Linked DNA regions of Mus musculus: all the other regions are linked to region 1. The links are chromatin contacts, called in public HiChIP or PLAC-seq maps. All regions are on one chromosome and are shown on one strand. Each heading gives the region's core, a stretch centred on a gene start, on an enhancer-like site or on the middle of the called end of the contact. The rest is flanking DNA. Distances are from core to core; before and after follow the strand shown. Region 1 holds the start of Cpd (carboxypeptidase D). Region 2 overlaps Myo18a (myosin XVIIIA). Region 3 holds the start of Gemin4 (gem nuclear organelle associated protein 4). Region 4 holds the start of Coro6 (coronin 6).

Evidence for each region. HiChIP or PLAC-seq counts read pairs in DNA pulled down with a chosen protein or histone mark.
Region 2: an HNF4G HiChIP or PLAC-seq map of pancreatic cancer cells shows a contact between it and region 1. The contact joins the enhancer-like site here to the promoter of Cpd in region 1. A contact is called at or near these places in 2 of 39 promoter capture datasets (hippocampal neurons and pre-B cells) and 2 of 115 datasets of contacts at active chromatin or transcription factors (astrocytes and pancreatic cancer cells).
Region 3: a FOXA1 HiChIP or PLAC-seq map of pancreatic cancer cells shows a contact between it and region 1. The contact joins the promoter of Gemin4 here to the promoter of Cpd in region 1. A contact is called at or near these places in 2 of 39 promoter capture datasets (liver and stem cell-derived epiblast-like cells), 1 of 484 Hi-C or Micro-C datasets (embryonic stem cells), 1 of 115 datasets of contacts at active chromatin or transcription factors (pancreatic cancer cells) and 1 of 9 other capture datasets (adipose tissue).
Region 4: a contact with region 1 is called in an H3K4me3 HiChIP or PLAC-seq map of embryonic forebrain, with 2.2 times the contacts expected there. The contact joins the promoter of Coro6 here to the promoter of Cpd in region 1. A contact is called at or near these places in 1 of 39 promoter capture datasets (embryonic stem cells), 3 of 115 datasets of contacts at active chromatin or transcription factors (the 230-238 cell line, embryonic forebrain and pancreatic cancer cells) and 2 of 9 other capture datasets (embryonic stem cells and macrophages).

What each region holds. Positions count from the first base shown.
Region 1 is chr11:76,845,329-76,848,731 of GRCm38.p6, forward strand. Cpd (carboxypeptidase D) reads right to left here and starts at 1,680. Exons shown (of 21, transcript NM_007754.2): 1 at 896-1,680. The coding sequence starts at 1,638.
Region 2 is chr11:77,781,724-77,785,126 of GRCm38.p6, forward strand. All of the region lies in intron 1 of Myo18a (myosin XVIIIA), which reads left to right. Among named protein-coding and RNA genes, the nearest start is that of Gm10277, 5.2 kb to the right of the region's middle. Within about 2 kb of position 1,533, at least 162 of the 459 cell types and tissues checked have an H3K27ac peak or open chromatin away from gene starts, as enhancers often do. A contact at or near this core is called in astrocytes and pancreatic cancer cells, where this site is marked.
Region 3 is chr11:76,215,955-76,219,357 of GRCm38.p6, forward strand. It overlaps Gemin4 (gem nuclear organelle associated protein 4), which reads right to left and starts at 1,618. Exons shown (of 2, transcript NM_177367.3): 1 at 1,524-1,618. The coding sequence starts at 1,533. Dbil5 (diazepam binding inhibitor-like 5) reads left to right here and starts at 1,659. Exons shown (of 2, transcript NM_021294.2): 1 at 1,659-1,794; 2 at 2,273-2,711. The coding sequence starts at 2,318. The coding sequence ends at 2,581.
Region 4 is chr11:77,462,288-77,465,690 of GRCm38.p6, forward strand. Coro6 (coronin 6) reads left to right here and starts at 1,624. Exons shown (of 10, transcript NM_139128.2): 1 at 1,624-1,823; 2 at 3,379-3,403. The coding sequence starts at 1,626.

The sequences.
Region 1 (3,403 bases), core at 430-2,929:
TACATACTAGGTTTTGAAGGTCCTCATACTTCTACTTTTTACCTTTTAAAACCCCACGCGGGCTGGAGAGCTGGCTCAGCCCGTTAAAGGCTAGGCTCACAACCAAAAATATAAAACCCCACAGGGTGCTTAAATGTTACCGATGTCAATGTCTGGCTGTACTACCGCAGTAAGAAAGAGTACAGCTGGCATCAGAAATGAAGCAGTTCTGATCTGTGGGGGTTTCCCCTTATTCCATACTCCCCTAAGCAAAATCAGAAGTAAAGGCAGGAGAATGGGTTTCTATCCAGTAGCAGAGGAAGTGACTGGGGGTGTCGTTTGCTATTTCTGAACTACATTCTGTCTCCCTGGCAGTGGAGCACTGAGTAACCAGGCTTAGATTCCCCGATGTTAGTCAACCAGTCTGCCCTTCAATTTCCCCGTATGCAAAACAAGAGTACCAGTGGTGTCTAGAGGATATGAGTGGTGTCTAGGTCGCCCGGTTGTGGTCAACATCGAGTGACATAATGCAGTCGCAGAAAGTGCTTGCCACAGTGCTTCTAGTGACAAGCTTAGCTACATACATAATGAAGGTGCTAACTTAGGAATCCTTAAAATCCGTACCCGTTGCTCATATACGATGGTCTTTCAAAAATAGGGATAGAATGGGAGGGGGGAAAAAGCCCCCCGGCTTGCCCTGCACAAATGACAGCCACAAGCAGGCTTCTTTACAGTTAGCAAGAGGAAGAGGTACTGCAACCTGGCCTCCGTTCCAGTTACTGGGTGTCACTCTCCACACCGACTGCCCCCGACCCCTTAGGCTGGCAAGCACTGTTTGGGCGCCTGCTGGCTGTCAAAATAAGCCTCCTGGCCTCGAAGGCTCACGTGGGACCGAAAGCAGTCAGGCAACGCTTACTTGTTCCTGCGGATCCAGTCGATGAGGGCGCGCACCTCCGGCACCTCATCCAGGGAAGGTGGCTCGCCGGTGCTGAACTGGTCAGGGAAGCTGCGGTTGAGGTCGCGGCCTCGGCTGTTGTCACGGCCGCTGGTCCCAGGCGGGCCGCTGTCGCCGAGGCCGCAGTCACCCTCGCGGGCACGTTCGAAGCCATCCGGGTTCAGGCTGGGCAGCAAATACACGTCGGTGGTGTTGAGCAGGCGGACCAGGCGCGGGTCCCCGCGGCGGTAGCCCGACGCCAGCTCGCGGGCCAGGTAGACCAACACCTGGCGTGACACCGTCTCGTCGCCGTGCATGTTACCCACCAGCTTCACCTGCGGCCGGCCGGGCAGCAGCGGCCCCGCGGCGTCCAGCCCCGCGGCGGCGGTGGGCGGCGGCCCCAGGCCCGCTGTGAGGCGCAGCACCCACAGCGGCCGGCCCTCCACCGAGCTGCCGATGCTGAAGAGACGCGCCAGGCCGGGTGGCCCCGCGGCCGCCGCCGCTTCCAGCGCCTCGCCCAGCGCCGCTTCGTGGTAGTAGTGGTCAAACTGGCCCTCGGCCGCCTCGGAGCCGCCAACGGTTGTCGTGGTCGCCTCAGCCTTCTTGATGTGCGCCGCCTGGGCCGAGCTCCTCAGTAGCAGCAGCAGCAGCAGCAGCGGTGGCGGCGGCAGCAGACGCAGGCGTCCCAGCCGCCAGGGCGGCCGCTCATCCCGGCCGCTCGCCATCTTCCAGCAACGCCGCTAATACCGCTCCGCTCCAGCGGCTCCACACTCCGGGAGGCGGCAGCCCGCCGGATCCCCTCCGCGCCTAGCAACCCCATCCCGCCTTCCAGCCTTAGCCAATCGTAGCCTTGAATGCTTGGGTGTCACTCTAGGGGGCGGGGCTTTCCTTAAAGCGGACGATTTTCCCTCTGGGCGTGTCTCCACTCCAGTCCTTAGGGACTTTAGTCGCTTTCCTTTCCTCCACTAAGGTTCTACCCTCTGTCTTCCCGCCTCCCTATTTCCTCTTCTACTTCTCTCGTTTTGTTTTGTTTTGTTTTGTTTTGTTTTGTTTTTTGCTCAGTCTCTTCTTTATGGCTTCTCCTCTGAAATTCTCTGAGAGCTTTTACTAGCCCCCTTCTTCGTTGCAGCATTTCTTAGCTACGCTTTAATGCTTTAGAGTCAGTAATCAAAAGAATCGAAAGGTTCCAAAGATTAAAGGACTCTTGAGAAAATCAGGAAGTTAGAAAGAATCTTAATCTCCTTGGAGAATCAAAGACCTCCTTAGTCCCATCTCCTTTGCACCTTCCTCCCCGCCCCCCCCCCATCCCCCTTGATCGGTTCTGCCTGGGCTTGAGCCCATCTGCCTACATGCAGTTGAAGAGAATGAGACACCTCATAAAGCAATCAATTCTATTTTTGATTTGTCGCGTGACTAGGTATCTCCTTTATTAAGTGGAAACTTCCATAGTAGGCGCCCTCTGTCTTAATGTGGTCTTAATTGGCCATTCAAAAGTGTTGGATTGTAACTATCTTCTTTGTGTGCTGGTCTCTGCTCTCACTGAGGAGATATCGTTTTTTAGTGACCTTACCCTCCTCTCACACTTCTTTTGAGTAGGAGCATCTAGATCACCTCTATACAGCCATAGCTATAGTTTTGGAATGCTGTCTTTAAGAGATAGATTTGCCATGTCTAGAAATACCTGCTTGGCAAGTGTACTTCCCCCAAGGTATTTGGGTAAGTCCAGAAAAACCTAACCTTCCAAGTAAAGTTTAATCACGTTAGCTTGAAGAAATTTGAAGTTTGGCAATCCTTTTATCAAGCGTGAAATTCTAACCCATCTAATGACATAATTGTGATAACCATTATCATTCCCTTCTTTCGGTGCTGGATGGTTCGAGTTTCTGAACTCTAATTGAATCTTCATAGAGCCCGTGGAATTCACTGATTACTGAGTATTTATTGAGTAATTGGTGTCTGTCAAAGCTAGAAGCTGGGAAGCAAGGCATTGCTTGCATAGTTAGAGATCCAATGCAGGGATGAACAATGCAATACATCTGTGGGGACATTCCTGAGGAAAACCTCATTCAGTCTGAGGAGAAGGCAACCAAGAAGCTAGGGAAGAAGCCAAGATGGGAGTGAAGAATTCTGGATAGAAGGAGGAGCATGCACGGGAGGTTGGAAAGTTTACGAGCAGAGCCTAGGTGTTCTAGAATTGTTTGTAGGTTCAGGTTACTGGTGAAGGGGATCACAGAGGTATCAATAAAGAGCCAAGGATGGGTTTGAAGCTAATTTAGAAAAATCTCCCCCTGGCAGTAACTTGAAGAACAGAATAGGCAATCTTAAACATGAGGCCAAGAGACCCACAAGAAGCACATAATCCAAGAAGGTACTGAGTCCTTGAACAAGGATGGAGCTGGTGGAAATGGAAAGAAATGGCTGGAAATGACTTTAGGGGTGAAATGGGACAGTTCCTGCGGACCCAGAGAGAGGATGGCAGGCTGGCTCCAA
Region 2 (3,403 bases), core at 283-2,782, 940 kb after region 1:
TCTCTGAGCCTCCACTTACTCATTCCTCCAATAAACAGTGAGGTTTGCTTAAGGGCCAGGCGTAGAGCTGGCCGAGAGGGGTTAAGTAAGACGACCTTTCCGTGTGGAAGCACAGACCTAGGTGCGGATGTACCACCAAGCACCATACTGCTTCTGCATAGGACTGAGCACAAGCACTGAAGGCTGGGAAAGAGGAAATGGCTAGGTCTGACCCTAGGAAAGGTGACAATCAGTAGAGATCACCTTAGTGGAAGTGACCCTTGATTCTAGAAAACTATATCTATCCTCTCCTCCCAGAGATTAGACTAGATAACTCCTCCCAGATTAGATTGGATAAACAGTAGTAAAGACCAGCGACTTTCCTCTAGGTCTCTCTGGGAAAGAAAGCACAGGGGACTAGCAGGTTAGCCAGTGCTGTCCTCTGTGGGTCTCCATAGAAGACAAGCATGGTTATGTAGCAGGTGAGCTGGTCTCGGGGAAGTTAGTATCTTCCCCCTGCCTAGTTGTGAAGCCATGCAAGGATGGCGCTTCCTCCCACTCCCCCGTGCGGTTTTCCATGATGATTCTCAGGCTCTTACCTAAACTTTCTCTTTAAGATAGCCTCAGGCGCTGGGGTTACAGCTCAGCATGTAGGGAAGTCCTGGGTGTTGTCCAAGTCCTGAAGTAAATAAATGAATAAATATCAAACAAAAATTGAAGGGAGAAAAGTCATTCTGGGTGTTTCCAATCCTTATCCAGGTTTCTGTAGAGGAGTCTAGGGAGAGACTGGCTGGTCAGGGTTGCCGTCATCTGGCAGGAGCACCAGAATCCCTTTGGCCATTGTGGAATTTCCAGACTCCTGGGTGGAAATGTTATGACCCACACACATTTGCTTTGTCAACAAGGTTCCAGGTGCCATCAGGAGTGGGACCTGCAGGGTGCCAGGAGATAAGGTTGTGTAGCTAGCTAGCTTCCAGGTTAGCCTGGTCCATGCTGAGCCCTGGGCTGGGATGGGGGCAGAGCTGCCAGGTGCTACTTGGGTTTGGAGTTCGATAGTGCTTCTGTTCTTAATATTTTTCCAAATGATTCTCACAGGAGTTTTAAGGGTTTTGTTTGTTTGTTTGCTTAAAACAAAAAAAAAATTATTTTATGCCAAAGCTTTAGAAACCTCTGGCATCAGAGTCTTACCTCATGAGAGCCCAAACTAAGTTTTGTTTTGATTTATTTATTATATGTAAGTATACTGTAGCTGTCTTCAGACACTCCAGAAGAGGGTGTCAGATAATTGTGAGCCACCATGTGGTTGCTGGGATTTGAACTCAGGGCCTTGGGAAGAGCAGTGAGTGCTCTTAACCACTGAGCCATCTCTTCATCCCAGTTTTGTTTTGTTTTGGCAAGTGTCAGAAGTGCAGGAAGTGCTAGGTGGAAGGTCCTGGGGGCACATGAGGGTGCACTGTCCGGGATTTCTAGGGTTCCTGAGCAGTGAGCCAAGCTAGTTCTGTTCTGCCAGGTCTCTCTTCTCTGTCCTGTGATGAACAGCAATTCCAGAGTGCTCTGGCCGCCCTGCCCGTGGGTGGTGGGCACAGTGCCTAGGCCACATTGACCGAGGTGTGGGTACATGCCCTGGTCAATGGCTGTTTTTGTAGGCACAGCTTGGCATGGGGGCAGGGTCTTAAGAGTAGCTTGCCTTGAGCCACCTAGGACACTGCCCTCTGCTTCCGGCTAATCTCTTATTTACATTGAAATGGTTCTGGAAAATACCAGATAGGCAAGCACCCTGACTGGGGTGGCTGGGGAGTGGGGTGAAGGAGTGTGTGTGTGTGTGTGTGTGTGTGGCGGGGTGGAAACACAAGTATTTTAAAAATGCTGCAAATCTCTACAGCGTTTCCCAGAAACCACAAGCATGTGCTGGGCCTGCCAGCAGGGTTCCCGCCACCCCACTACACCAAGCAGCTAGAGTCTCCCAGTGAAGCCGGGAGTGGAAGTCAGTTTGGTGGGGGTAGCGAGGGGATGGGGATGCGTGACCCAGTTGAAGTAGGGGCACCCTGCTGCCAGGACAAGACATCTGGCGCCTCCATTGTCAATCCTGTGGTAGGGAAGTGCCCTAGGCATCAGGAAAGTCTGTGGGCACCTACTGTGTCAGACAGGCTCTGTGGAGGAGTGCCATTTTCATGGTTTCCCTGCCCCCTGCTGTGCAGTTTCAGGGGGACAGGCACTTCCAGCTCCCGGATGGTGGTTGGCAGCAGCCTAGGATCTGTTAACTACAGAGGACGTTGTCAGCACAGCTTATTTTTCAGTTGGTTGGAGTTCGGTTGGGGGACGATTTCCTTAGACCCGGCTCACTGTGAGTCCCTTATTCTCACGCCAGAGGCCCCTCAGCATCAGGGTGTGGCTGTCTGCCCTGCTAACTCAGCTTCCCTTCGATTTGTGTAGACTCTGGCTTCTCTATGGTGCCCAGTCCAGTGTGGGCATGGGGGCAGATGTACCACCTAGTGGTGATTACTGGATCTAGATAAGATTCCCCTGAACCGATAAGGCGTGGGAAACAGCATGAGAAAAAAATGACAGGTGAGGCCATCAACTTCACTTGTAAACCCATGGCAGACCTCAGCCCTCTGAGGTCCCCAAGCCTAGAAACCTCTTCATCCCCTGTTTTCCTGCCGGGAAGGAAGGGGAAGCTAGGGGTGGCAGTCTTATCCTGAGACGGGCGTGACTGTGACTCTCAGAGAGTCAGCTGGAGGAAGTGAACAGCAGGCGGCAACAGCCAGTCTTCAGTGCGACTGGATGGACAGGGTAGAAGAAGGGTAGCTGAGGAAGCTTCCGGAAGGGCTGAAACAGCTGCCTTGGCAGGTTAGGGTGTGGCTCCCCCAGGATGGGAGAGGAAGACTGTGTTGTCCCTTACACAGCTTCCCTGCCAGACCCTAGATCTCGGAGGCACGGGTATAGCCTTCCCCACACATCCTCTCGTACTGTCTTTAGAATTTATGGTGGCACAGTCATTGCAGTATCGCCGGTGATATTGGCAAGCCCTGCTGCATTGCACAGGGCTGTGTGCCATTATTCTTCTGTATGCATTGTGAGAGAAACTGAAGAAGTAAGGCCAGTGGAGGGCCCGGCAGGAAGGTGTCCAGCCCTGAGGTTCTCACTGGTTCCTCATATGGAATTCTGGGGGCCTCCTCTTGTCCACAGTGCTTTTCCCTGCATACCACATGCACACATGCATATTCCCCAAAGTCTGAATGTCACTTCCTCAGGAAAGCCGTCGCTGATCCTCTCAGACCGTGCCTGTGTCCACCTTAGCAAGAGGCATCCTTCTCCCTCACAGCATCCGTTGCTACCCTTGGAGCACCCATCCTTCACAGCATCCGTTGGAACTTGGTTAGTTATCTGGGTGTTTCTCTCTCCCGAGCAGCAGGAGGAGGCC
Region 3 (3,403 bases), core at 368-2,867, 630 kb before region 1:
TACATCATGGCTACCATCTCAAACTTCTCCTACCCCCAGGGAAAAAAAAAAATTACTGACACCAGGCAACTAAAAAATCTCCTGGCCACTAACCATTTACTGTCACTGCCTGCCCACCCCAAATCAAGGCTCAGCACTCCCACAAAACCCAGACCTGAAGGCAATCCAGGGTTCTTTCTGTCTCAGGTTGGTCTGCCGGCCCCCGAACACATTTCCTTATAACTGTAAATGACATTTTATTGCATTAGACATCGGCTTAGCAGAGCAAATGTCTGCGGCCAAACATGTGCCTTTCAGAGACTGTGTACATGTGGCTTGAGAAAAGTCCCAGACTCAGCTCATAGCCAGGGGAAACTCAAAGGCTTTTTTTTTTTTTTTTTTTTTTAAATCAGTAGCTGGTGCTAGGAAGTGACTGGTTACTTTGGTAGGCACTGTGCTGGGTGGCATACTTGTATTTTTTTCTGAGATAGGCTCTTGTTATATAGCTGGAACTGGCTTGAAACTATACAGACCAGGTCGGCCTAGAATTTTGAGATCCTCCTGCCTCTGCTTCCAGAGTGCTAGTTAGACATAAGCTACCACACCCAGCTTGACACCTATAAAAATCATGTAATCGTCAAACTAACTTCTTGAGGATTATAACTCCTGTTTTGGAGATGGGAAGCTAGAGGCCCAGGCACAACTTTGCAAGGTGTCTCAACTAGGGAGTCAAGCCTTGGCAGCACTCTTCACAGCTGCAGGGCACGAAACTACCATTCCACACTAAAGAGCTGGCTAGGGACAAAGACATTTCTCCACAGCGTATTATTTGCAAATCTTGGAGTACTTCCCAGGACGGCCTCCTAGTCTTACCCTCTAAAGAGCACACCTAGCAGGGTGGAGAGGGTTGGCAGATGGCCACAGATTTCTATCAACTCCGCCTTACTTCCAGACCTCGCCTAGGAGGATACTCCAAACCAAGCAGCACTCGAATTCGGATTCAAAAAGTGAAATCTCAGGCTGCGCAACTCCTGCTCACAAGAGAGGGGTGGGGGTGGGGTGGTCGCTTTGCGTGAGTCAACGAATGGGGTCCTGTTATGCACGTGGTCGCAAAGAAAACGCCAAGCCTCTGGGAGAAAGACAGTATCAGTATTTTTGCTTTATGCACTAGGCGACCTAATAAGAAACATGTTCACTAACTCGGCAGTCATTTAATAACGAAGAACTCTCCGGACGTCCGTCCCTCCCAGCCCGGCATTTCCGAAACACGTGCAGTAGCCCTGAGCATTTCCAGGAGAATCAAGGCTATATTCGCTCCCGGTTTCCCACTGGGAAGACACTACGAAGGACGGAGGAGGACTCTAGGAGACCGTCATGTGGTGGGGCTACAGGATGGAGGCCGGCCTCGCGACTGCGGGTCCCCCAAAACTCCTCAAGCCCCCAGCCTCCCGAGCACCGTAGGAGCAGTGCAGAGCCTCAGCCTGCCCAGGAGGTGCTTTGGGGGGGTGCGGCCCAGGGGCCGGAGTAGGGAAGTGGGAACCCACCTAGGTCCATGGCGGCGACGCTGGCGGCGGGCTAGACCGCCCCTCCTAGTCCAAGGCCGCGAACGCGTTGCCCGCGCCACGGCACAAAGGGCGGCGCTACAGGCGCGTCACAGGCTCCGCCCACAGCGCTTCTCCGCTTCCGTGCTGTAGTCTGCTAGCCGCTGCCGTTCAAGGCGCACGCGTACTCCTCTCCAACAAGCTCGCAGCGTCGAAGCCACCCTAGCCACAGCGCCCCCTCTCGGCCTAGGCTTCCCAGCCTTCTTAACCACAGGTACTGTTGGCTGTCTCCATGTGGAACCTGACCCCTTCAGGCAAGGAGGTCGAACCCCTTAGTCCAGACCCCTCATTCACCCTCACTCAGGAACCCCGGGCAGCTCTCGCCCCGGATTCACCCACATGGAATAACTTTCCTTCAGCTGTGTACTAACCAGCAGCGGATCCACGGGATTCATCCCCCCCCCCCCCAAGACACACAAAACTCCCTATATGCTTGCTTTTCATGCTGCACTATCTCCTATAGGCAACAGCAGAGTCAACTTTCAGAGCTCATAGGTGCTTTTATAACTTTGAAGGGCAGTCACACTGGAAAAAGCTCTGCGGGGCAGGAGCAATTGAATGGATTCCTGGTCCTCGATTTGTACGTTATTAAACACACAAACGCCCCGTGTTCATCCCACACATTATCTCTTTACCCCTTCTTTCCAAGGCCTAACAATAACATGGTTTGCTTATTTCCAACTTTCTTCTAGTACCCCGCATCACTTAAAAACAGAAGCATTGCCTCTGGTATACCAATGAGCCAAGTGGAGTTTGAAATGGCCTGTGCTTCACTCAAGCAGCTGAAGGGGCCTGTGAGTGATCAGGAGAAACTGCTGGTGTACAGCTTTTACAAACAGGCCACCCAGGGCGACTGTAACATCCCTGTCCCTCCTGCCACAGATGTGAGAGCAAAGGCCAAATATGAGGCCTGGATGGTAAACAAAGGGATGTCCAAGATGGATGCCATGAGGATCTACATTGCTAAAGTGGAAGAGCTGAAGAAAAAGGAGCCATGCTAAGAGCATTTTGGCAGACACAAGGAAGTAGCATGGCTCCACTGGTAGGGGACGGGTTTAAGATTCCTGATGGCTGAAACACACTGAAAGGGTAGCAGCGTTAGCAGAAACACCAATAAATCATTCAAACTGCATGAGAGTGGAGTCTGTGGCAAAAGAGAAACTTTGAGGGTCCTGGAGAAGTATTTAGATGTGTAGAAGCCTCTCTCTGCTGGGTGAAACTCCATTAATCTGCCTTTCTGTGGTCTGACTGGCATTAATAGTCTTCCCAGTTCCACAATGTGTGTGGATATTTGGCAGAAGAGCAAAGAGGTGGGGTGAATCATGCTATTAAAATAACCAGGGGTGGGGGCTTGGATCTGTATTATCAGGGGTTATCAACACACCAAGAACCCAACAGTACAGAGGAGAAAGGGGCTCTGCCTTCTAAAGAGCTAAAGACAAATAGAAAAGCCCTCACCTAGAACACAGGTCCAGAGAAGTTAGGATTTTGATGGAACTCAAACTTTGAGTGACATGGTGAAGTGGGTCATGCATCACGCACAGCAGCTGAGGGACAGGGAAGAAGGGTGGCCTCAGCATCTCAGTGCCTGAAAGAATCACCTAAGCCTTAGCAACCTAAATGTTCTTAACCTAGGTTTCTGCTTGGGGCCCAGTGATGGACGGACACACACATGCACACGCACATGAACGTACGCACGTGTGGCTCATGTAAGTGCCGGTGTCCATCACTACAGAGGCATCAGTGTGCTAAAATTGTGCCCAGAAGTTGGCAAATGAAGTGTTAAAGTAGAATTCTTAACTTCGTGGTAGCATGGTAGTATG
Region 4 (3,403 bases), core at 374-2,873, 620 kb after region 1:
CCCGCCCGCTGGGAACGACTAAATTAGCTGCGCGATTGCGGCAGGAATGCGGCGCGCAGGCACCTGATCTCGCGCGGTGGCTCCCATTCTCCGTGTCTCTCTTTGGACCAAGCGCCTCCCGAACCTGTATGCGAGGGACGGTGGCAGACACGAGGCACGAACACCCCGCCAGCGCACGCACACTTACTTTTCCCTTTTTACAGCGGAGTTGAGACGCCCGCCGGACTTTCGCGCGCTGGACAGGGCGTAGCCGCTCTGGCCTGGCCCTGCCCCCGTCCGGCCCCGCCCCCTCAGGTTGATGGCAGCAGCAGCTGGGACTGCAGCGGAGCCCGCAGCCGAGAGCCGCAGGCAGCGGCCGGAACACCCTGGCCCGGACGCACGGACGCCGCCTCCTCGGCCCTTCGCATACCCCGGCCCGCTCCGCAGAGGAGTCGCAGCGTGAGCACCCCCGCCCGGCTTAGGACCAGGTACCCCCCTCCCTGCCTCCGCCACCGCAGCCAACGGCGCGGGCGGGGTCTCTGGAGGGGGCAGAGGTCTGCGCCCCCCCCCCCCCCCGCCGCTAAATTCAGTTCGTCAGGGCGGACTTGGTGTCTATATTTGGCCGGACAGCGGCTGGCGAGGAGACACCTAGTCTCACAGGAACGCACTGCCGGGGCAGGAGGCTGGAGGAGGGGGCGAGTAGGCCGGCCTTCAGGCCTGGGGCTACAGAAGTGGTTTGAAGGGCACAAGGATGCCCGGGCAGGGGAGGGGCAGGAAGCAGTTGGCCTTTGGGAGAACCTGCTGTGTCCCCTTGGGAAAAGTAGCAAGCATTGCTAAGCTCCTAGCTCCAGAAGCCGAAGTCGTAGAACCAGAAAGAGGACCTCACCTCCTCCCTGGTTGCACATCTGGTCCTTGCAGGTGGGGTCGAGGGCCCCCACCCTCAAGAGAACGGACTAGCCAGCCCAGGCATCGCACCCAAGAGGCTGGACCAAAGTATGATATTTGTGTCAGATGACCATAGCCAGGACTCCCCCACCCCACCCCATCCGGAGAAATCAGTGCATGGGGAAATAGACAGAAGGAAGATCGCCCTACTCCCACATACCCCACACCACCGGAGGAATCTTTTAAAAAGAGTAGGAAGCAGGGCTAACAAAAGGACCTCTTCTCTTGGCCAAGCTGTAGAAAAAGACACACCGGCTTGAACTCAGCGATGTGAATATGGGATCTTGAGGGCTGCAGTCCTACCTAGCCTTGAGCTACGGTCCACTGACTAAAAGAGAAGGTGTTGGGTGGGGAGCCTTTCAGAGAGACAAACACTTGCAAAGAGGTCTCATACATGACTAGCAGCATGAGGGGACCCCCTGATATTCCTCCTCAAAACATTAGGTCTTGGAGGAAGTTTCAGCCCTGTGTCAGCCTCTGCTATCCCGGCTAGCCTGTGTGTCTAAGAAGCGGTGAGATTCCCCATCCTTGTCCCTCATATTAAACAACATGAGACAGATGTCAAAAACCAGCCTCCAACTTTGGTCACTTTGAAGATCCTGGCCAGATAATCCTACTCACTCACTCCTCCCTTCCACAGCTCGCAGGATTAAGGACCAACGTGCCTCTAGACTCTGATACTCCCTATCTTTGCCCCAGCCATGAGCCGGCGTGTTGTTCGGCAGAGCAAGTTCCGCCACGTGTTTGGTCAGGCAGCAAAGGCTGACCAGGCCTATGAGGACATCCGGGTATCCAAGGTCACATGGGACAGCGCCTTCTGTGCCGTCAACCCCAAATTTCTAGCCATTATTGTGGAGGCTGGAGGTGGAGGTGCCTTCATTGTCCTGCCTCTGGCCAAGGTGAGGGGTGAGGGGAAGAAAGCAATTGGGAGGGCACTGGCTAGGGTCTCTGGGATATATCCCACACTAGCCTTTTCTCACTGAAGTCCAGGCCTCCAGAAGGGCAGTCTGTGTGGACTGGGTACTCTGTCTTTGCCAAACCCACAAAGAATGGTGGAGAACAGCAACATCAGCGTGACCTGTGCGCCCGATCTCTAGGCCACAGAGCACTGTGTTCCTAGCAGAAACCAAGATGGGTGTTAGTGATGGAGATGGTTGGGATACAGCAGACCAAGGTCCAGTCAGACTCTAACCTTATCTTTACCTAGTGTCAGAGAAAGGCAGAGTCAGAGAGATGGAGAGAGACACACAGACACACACAGAAACAGAGAGAGACAGAGATACAGAGAGAGAGAGAGAGAGAGAGAGAGAGAGAGAGAGAGAGAGAGAGAGAGAGAGAGGTGTTCAGACTCTGATCCTGGGAGTGGGATGAAACTAAAAAGAGAAGTTACAATAGTCAGAGCCTTCCCTCCCCTGCACATGAGGGAAAGGGCCAGGCACTGACTGCCACCTTTGCAGACACGTAGCCATCTGTACCCCAGGAGAGATACCCCAAAGCATAACCTTGACCTAGATACTGAGCCCTATACCTTGCTAAAGAAGACCTCACAAGTGGTGGGGTCAGGACAGGCCTGACAATAGCCTATGACTCACGCTGGACAATGCAGACACCATCCAGAGACAGCATCCCAAGGGCTCACATTTCAGCCCGAGCCACCTCCTCCCCCAGTGTGACTGCCATGTCAATGGCATTTAGTCACCCTCTCTCCCAGACTATGTGCTTTGGGCCAATGCCAACCCCTGCAGAGTCTTCAGAGCTCCCACAACTTACTCATGAAGACAAAAAGAAAGACGAGTGCCAGCCCCTGGTAAGGGACACTCAGCACCAAGACTGCGTGCTGCCTATGACTCCAAGGTGAAACCAAGGGAGAGGTCTGCCCCAGGGGCTAAGCCACTGCCGTCAGAGTCACTCACTCAGACCTCTCTCTCCAGGGGCTTGCCAAAGGTCCTCCAACTTGGGGGACAGGTTCAAGCACATCCTCCTCACAGGGCATGTGGGTTCACGCCCATGAGCCCAGCACTGGGAAGACCGAGGCAAGATCAGCCTAGGCTAATCAACATAATGAGACCTTAACTTGAGTCTGGGTTCCGTGTCCTGCTGTGGGTACTTTGTTAGGTCAGCCTGTCTCTCTGAATCAGACTTCCTAATACAAAGGCATTCACACTGTGCATCTCCAGCAAAGTTCAAAGAGTAGACTGAGGGTGGGGGTGGGGTTAAATTCTGAAAAAGGTCTGCAAAGAGAAAACTAATAACACAGATTTGAGAGGTAAACAAATCTACTGCCCACTTCAAAACCACATACAGGAGAGCAAGGGCCTGGGATGCAGCTCATTGGTTGACCATTTACTTAACAAGTGCTGGGCCCTGAGTTCCGTTCCCAGCGGTGCTTGTGCACACACACACACACACACACGAATGACAGTGAACCCATATCACCCTCTCTGACCCCTCCAGACAGGACGAGTGGATAAGAACTACC